Linked DNA regions of Cricetulus griseus: region 2 is linked to region 1. Evidence: chromatin contacts called from public Hi-C data. All regions are on one chromosome and are shown on one strand. Each heading gives the region's core, a stretch centred on a gene start, on an enhancer-like site or on the middle of the called end of the contact. The rest is flanking DNA. Distances are from core to core; before and after follow the strand shown.

The links. Hi-C and Micro-C count contacts between places; a contact is called where the count stands out from the background.
Region 2: a contact with region 1 is called in a Hi-C map of fibroblasts, with 2.0 times the contacts expected there. The contact joins the promoter of Mbp here to the enhancer-like site in region 1. A contact is called at or near these places in 4 of 8 Hi-C or Micro-C datasets (the CHK-Q cell line, the CHL-YN cell line, the CHO-K1 cell line and 1 more).

Annotation. Positions count from the first base shown.
Region 1 is chr2:233,038,843-233,041,895 of CriGri-PICRH-1.0, forward strand. Mbp (myelin basic protein) reads right to left here. Exons shown (of 7, transcript XM_035440308.1): 3 at 2,151-2,238. Among named protein-coding and RNA genes, the nearest start is that of Mbp, 48 kb to the right of the region's middle. Within about 2 kb of position 1,574, at least 2 of the 6 cell types and tissues checked have open chromatin away from gene starts, as enhancers often do. A contact at or near this core is called in fibroblasts, where this site is marked.
Region 2 is chr2:233,086,806-233,089,858 of CriGri-PICRH-1.0, forward strand. It overlaps Mbp (myelin basic protein), which reads right to left and starts at 1,438. Exons shown (of 7, transcript XM_035440308.1): 1 at 1,309-1,438.

The DNA of each region.
Region 1 (3,053 bases), core at 324-2,823:
TGCATGCTTGAGGGTGACTCGGATCCTACTGCAGGCTGCAGTGCAAGAGCTGGGAAGTGCCTTCATGCCATAGGCATGAATGCATTCCTGTCCCGGGTCCCGGGAGCAACTGCATTTATTATGGAGAGACCTGTAACTTCTGTATTGCCATTGGCTTCCACCTTCCAGTCAGGAAGCTGTCTCCTGGGCCACCTCACAGCTTCAGGAGTAAGGGCATTTACACAATTCACAGAGGGAACTCAGAGAGCCTTTTATGTGCTATAGTTCATGTGTTACATCCATTTTCTCTGTGTGTATACACACCATTCACACACATAATGGTAGGTACAAGTTACTATGATTATAAATAAGCTAAAAAGCAATTAAATAGGACTAGGACCGTAGTTCAGTGGTAAGGCACTTGCCTAGCATGTACTCAGCTCCTGAAATCCATCCCTAGAACAACAATACAACCCAACTGAATCTAAAGACAACACTTCCTTAAAGAAAATGTAAACCCAGACACACATATTTTGCATTTTCTTTGGCACCTCTAATATGCTTCTGTGTGTACAGATGTGCATTAGTTATATGTCTGTACTTGGGAATCACAAGTAAAAAAACCATGGCCAAAGACTTGCTTTCCCCCCTAAACACCACACAGGCAGACATTGAGTTCTGTACTGTGCCTTGCCCTGGGTATTTTAAATTTTGTACTTTGCTGTCACAATGCTGTCTTCTACTCTTCCCCCAGGCTCAGGCCCCAGGGGCAACTAAAAAAAAGAATACCCCACTTCCTAAAGACAGAAATGCCCCAAGAAAATTCCAGTGAAAATGGACATAGTTAGAGGAACTGGAAGAGCCCCTCCCCCACTGCCCTGGATCTACCATACTTTCAGCTCACAGTCATGGTTTTCAATTTTAGGGTACCACTATTCCCAGACTTTTCAACCACAGGTGCTTGCTCAAGAAGGACAAAGCACAGAAGGAAGGAATTTTGAAGAAACTAAGTTAGTAAAAAAGAATAATACCCTGAGAAACACCAGGGTAGATGGCACTGCCTAGGGGAGAAGGATGGAGAAAGACCTTTGCATAAGCAAGCAGAGGCCCGATCAGGGAGTGGCCAAGGGTTGCAGGCTTTGAGTGACTGAAACTTAGGCTATGACCTGCAGTGGCAGGGCCTGGCTGCTGTTTCCTCTCAGGACAGTGGGCTCTTACCACTTGGGCTTGTTCTCTACCACGCTTCCCTTCTCCTGTCTCCCTAAGTGGAAGAAAGAAGACAGCAGTGTCCCTCAGATTCTGGTCAGTTGTGGGAGCCCACATCGGAGGGAAGTCATGGAAAAGGTAACTCTACCACAATTCCACAAGACTCAGGTGAGGATGTTTGTCCACTCTGATAAGTAGGAAGAAACAGAAAACCCATGCACAGGGCAGTGTGTATTCTTGAGGCACCAGGAAGGTAACATTTCGAAGACCACACTTACTCCCAACAACAGCTGAGTCACCGTCTGCAGCCAGCCCAAGGAAAGCAGTGCACAAACTTTGGCAAGCTTACTTCCTTGTCAGCATTGTTATGACACTGTGGGGCTGGCTTGCTGATGTCCCCACCATCTGGCAGAGAGGGAGACTGAGAGGAGCCTTAGGGCTACAGAGAGCAAACATGAACACAAAGTGGGAGAGAGTCTGCAGGAGGGCAGTAAGGAGGCCTGTTTACCACACCATTGCACAGATATTTAAAAATGAAGACAGAGCATGGGGACATAGTCCAGTGGGTAAATGACTTGCTGCATAAACGTGAGGACCTCAGTGTGGATCCCTGGAATCCATGTAAAACCACACACAATAGTGCACATCTGTAATTCCAGTGTCAAGAGAAGGGTATGGGTGGAGCCAGCCATTGGAAGCTCAAAGACCAGTTATCTTGGGGTATGCAGTGGTGAACAAGATAACCTGTTTCACAAAAAGTGGGGGGTGAGGTTGTCCTCTGACTTCCACACGTGCACTGTGTCATGTGCAAGCTTGTATTCTCATATGGTAACAAAAACAAAACAAAACAAAACCACAACAGCAATAACAAAAACCCAAAGACAAGGACAAGAATTCCCCAGTGAGAAGGCGTGGGCTCACAGTCCAAGCAGGAAAGGGGGTCATACCCTCTGTCCGCTACATACCAAACACATCGCTGTCTTCCGAGGCTGTCTGAGAAAGTTTGCCCACGCTTCTCTTTTTTTCAGCCTCTCCTTGGTGAATCTCACCATCCTGGAAGAAAATAACAAACCGATGAACACAGTTGCACACATATCGATACATTTTTGGCAACAAAATGATCTTAATGCTTTGTCTTCAAGTGGGAGATGCGGCAGAGCTCAGGGTTGGACTCGGGTGAGATAGCTCAGGGTTATTGCTCTGCCTAGCCAAGCACATGCGCTCTGGGTCTGGGTAGATGGTTTCACATGAGAGGGTGCCAGTGTCAGCTTGGATAGAATACAGTAGCCAGGCAATTCCTATCTGCAGACGGGTTGCCTGTGTGGGTAATCTTAGATTTCAAACGGCTTACATAGCTTTGAATTCTAGGTAAGACTAAACAGGAGCCTGTTGGGACTCTGGGGACAGTACAAATACTAACATTCAGTGATTCCTTGTGTTTCTGCGAGGCAGGGAACAACCTACTGTGGGAGGGTTCAGTTGCCCCTGACTTGGTGCCCTGGTACTCCTGGGGATGATGGGATAAAGGGGGGTTGGGGCAGCTTTTCTGTCCTTTCTTTGGGATCCTGTTGAAGCTTTTGATGCAAGCATGGATATGAGGCTTATTATATTATTTAATATTTACTATATTGTTTTATTTGTGTGTGTGCGTGCATCTGTGTGGGTGTACATGTATGTGTGCAACGGTCCAGATGTCACCTTTGGATGTCCTTTCTCAGGAACAATCTACCTCAATCTTTGAGTCAGTGTCTCTCACTGGCTAGAAGCCTGCCCATTAGGCTAGCCAGGCTGGCCAGCAAGCACTAGGGATCCACTATTTCCACCTCTCCAGCACTGAGATTACAACAGGTGCACCATTACTTGCCTTT
Region 2 (3,053 bases), core at 188-2,687, 48 kb after region 1:
CCAGGATCCCATCCTCTAACACGGGTGCCCCCACCCATCCCAGAGGTGCCGGTGGCAGGGGAAGCTCTTCTGGGAGAGCCATGAGTAGTGAGTGAGTGGTCCTTTGAGCTCATCTAGACATAATCTCCAAAGCCACAGGTCTTAAATGAGACCTCCCTAAGGTTGCCTTCTTCTAAAGAAATGTTCTAGTTGCATGCCCGGTGTCCTGCGCAGGCAGAGGCGATGCCTGTCCAGTGTCTGATGCCTCCCACCCGACAGGCTCTCACGCCCTGCTCCAAGACTGTCCCCAACGGCACAGATCCACTCTCATGTGGTGTGGTGTGCTGTGTGGCTCAGCAGCTGTCCTGCTGGCAAGCGTCAAGTGTCAGAACTGATTCCTCAGAGAATCACAAACCCTTGTCCAAGCCTCGCTCCACCTCCCAAATCAGGGGACTAGAGAAACACCTCAAAATCCCACACAGGGTACGCACATCCCCTAAAAACCAGAGGCGTTTACAACACACCAAAGCAGAACATGAACACGAGGACTGTCCCCCGGGGGCTACTGGGACCCGGCGCTTCAGCAGGACCAAGAGATCAAGTTAGGGCGGGAAGACGGGGCCGGGCTGGACACAGCGCGGGGGCCAGCAGGTGGGCAGGGTGGGAGAGGGCCTAGGAGCCCGAGACAGGCCCGGAGAAGGCGGAAGCCTGGACAAGTGCCTGTCGCCGCCCTCTGCTCGAAGAGGAACTGCTTCTCCTTGTGGGGAAGGGCAGAGCAGGGCAGGGCTCGCACGAGGGCCAGCAGGTGTGTGGTTAGCAGGCAAGGCAGGCTTAGGTGGGCCCCTGGGCGCCCTCGGAGCCCATCAGGACCCCTCTCCGCACGCGGACGGCTGTCTCTCTAGACCGAGGTCACCTCCCACCTCTAAACTCCTCCCCTCACCATTTTTAGGCCGCTCGAGTTTCAGCGACCCCGGGGTCCCCAGGCCTGGCCGGAGACCACTCCGGGCTATCCTGCAGGCTCCTAGTCCCCACCGCTGTGGACCTGAGTCTACACTTGCGTCCACCACTTGCCAAGAAAGATGGGGCTGCCGACGTGGTTTCGGTCCGAGAGGTCGCCCAGCTGCCACCTGCGGGGACACCTGCTCCTCTGGTCAGTTGTGACCCGGGCGCTCCTGGCCTGGGGAGGGATCAGAGTTCTGGTGCCAGTACCGAGCACCCTTCCCTTCGTCTCTTTGAGAGTCAGGCTCGGTGCCGAGGTCTCCCGCTCTTAGGGGCGCGGAGACAAAGGCTCCAGGGCCGCCCCGCGCGTCCCTGATGACGATCACTCACCAGTGCTGCCTGCGCCTTGGAAGCCAATGGGCGCCCGGGAGCCCGGCAGGAGGGGCCCGACGCTGGGCTCGGGGTCGCTGGGCCGCGGGTACTGTGTTTCGGGTCGCCAGGCGCGGGCCGCCTGGGCCAGAGGCTCGTCCTCGCTGGCGCTCAGCAGCGGTGACTGACAGCGGCTGCTCCGGGGACGGGCGCGCACCCCGCTCCCGCCCCGCCTCCCTCTGCCTGCAAGCAGGTAAATGCGCGCCACTGGGAGGGCGGAGGACAAGCGGGGACCCAGGGGCAGGGCAGCCCTGCGAGCCGCGGGGCGGGGCTTTGCTCGTCACCGCCCTACGCTCCGCACCGCTGCTCTCGGAACCTTTCCTGCTTCAGAAGCCTGGACAGCGGGAGCTCGGAAGAGAGGTCTAATTGGCATCGCTCGCCCTGTACCATGGGTTACCTTGATCCCTGGCACCTGTTCCGGATGAGAAGGTCAGCCGGACCCGAGGTAGTTTTTGTGTTCTGGGCCTGAAGCTGGAGCTGAGACCGCAGGTGCTGGCTAGAGGGCCCAGGACGTCTGTTGTCACGAAGGAGGCTAGTGACTCCAGCAAGGAAATTTCCCTTTCTGCCACTGAGGACCCCACTGTGCTTACTTGAACACAGGTTCCCTGCTGCCACATGGATCTTTTGACTCCATCAGCCTGACTCAGGGTAGGTGGGAGGAACTAGTGGAAGGGGACCACGCTGAGTAAGTCTCTAGTTCTTCGTGAGATAAACATTATGAGGGTATCAATCAGACAACCTAGGGACACACACTATGCATGCAAAGAACAGAGGACAGGAAGTCTCAGAGCTGGCTCCTAGGGAGTTTCCAGGCGTTTCACCTCCTCATGGAAGGTGGAGGATCTTGTGACTATTTCCAAATGCCAGTCTTTCTAAGACAACTATTTTCACAGTAGTGTAGAGACACCTAACTAGTCCGTGCACCTAGGAGCTATGGTATACGAGGGGGAGTCGGAGAGGATGTAGGTCCTGGGATTTGGAGGTAAGGATAGAAAAGCAGGGGAAAGGTCCTGGTCCAACCTAAGATGGAGTGACTTTAAGCCTGTTTGAAGCAAGAGGGCCACCCAGGACAGGGATGTCCAGTGCTCACAGCTGGCTTGATGCTCAGGACATCAGAGAATGTTAGAACTTTGGGTCCCATTCCAGGCATCAAAACTCAATGTCAGCAGCCAGGAGACAGATGTGTCCCAATGTCCCTGCCCTGCAGGTGTCAGTGAATCTGGGAGCTGCCTAGCCACAGTGGGAACAACAGCCTCATGCCCTCCAAGGCTTCTGTTGATTCCCAGGAACAACAGGTTTCCTTCCCAGTGGCAGGTATGGCTGATCCAATTAGACTCTTTGAAAAGAATTTGCGAAATGTTGCTTACATTGTTTGTAGGGATACAATGCTTGTGTAATAGGTGTGGAATATAATCTTAAATAAGCAAAGATGTGTTACATTTGTTTATGCTGCATTTAACTATGTAAACATGTGTTACATTTGTTTATGTTGCATTTGTTTAACTATGTAACAATGAGTTACATTTGTATATGCTGTATTTTTAAACTATGTAAAGGTTCCTTACATTTGCTTATGTTGCATTTGTTTAGCTATGGAAATATGTGTTGCTTTGCCTACCTAAGGCATCTGATTGCTCTAATAAAAAGTTGAACAGCCAATAGTTAGTAGAGGAATAGGCAGGGCTGGTTGGGCAGAGAAAATAAGT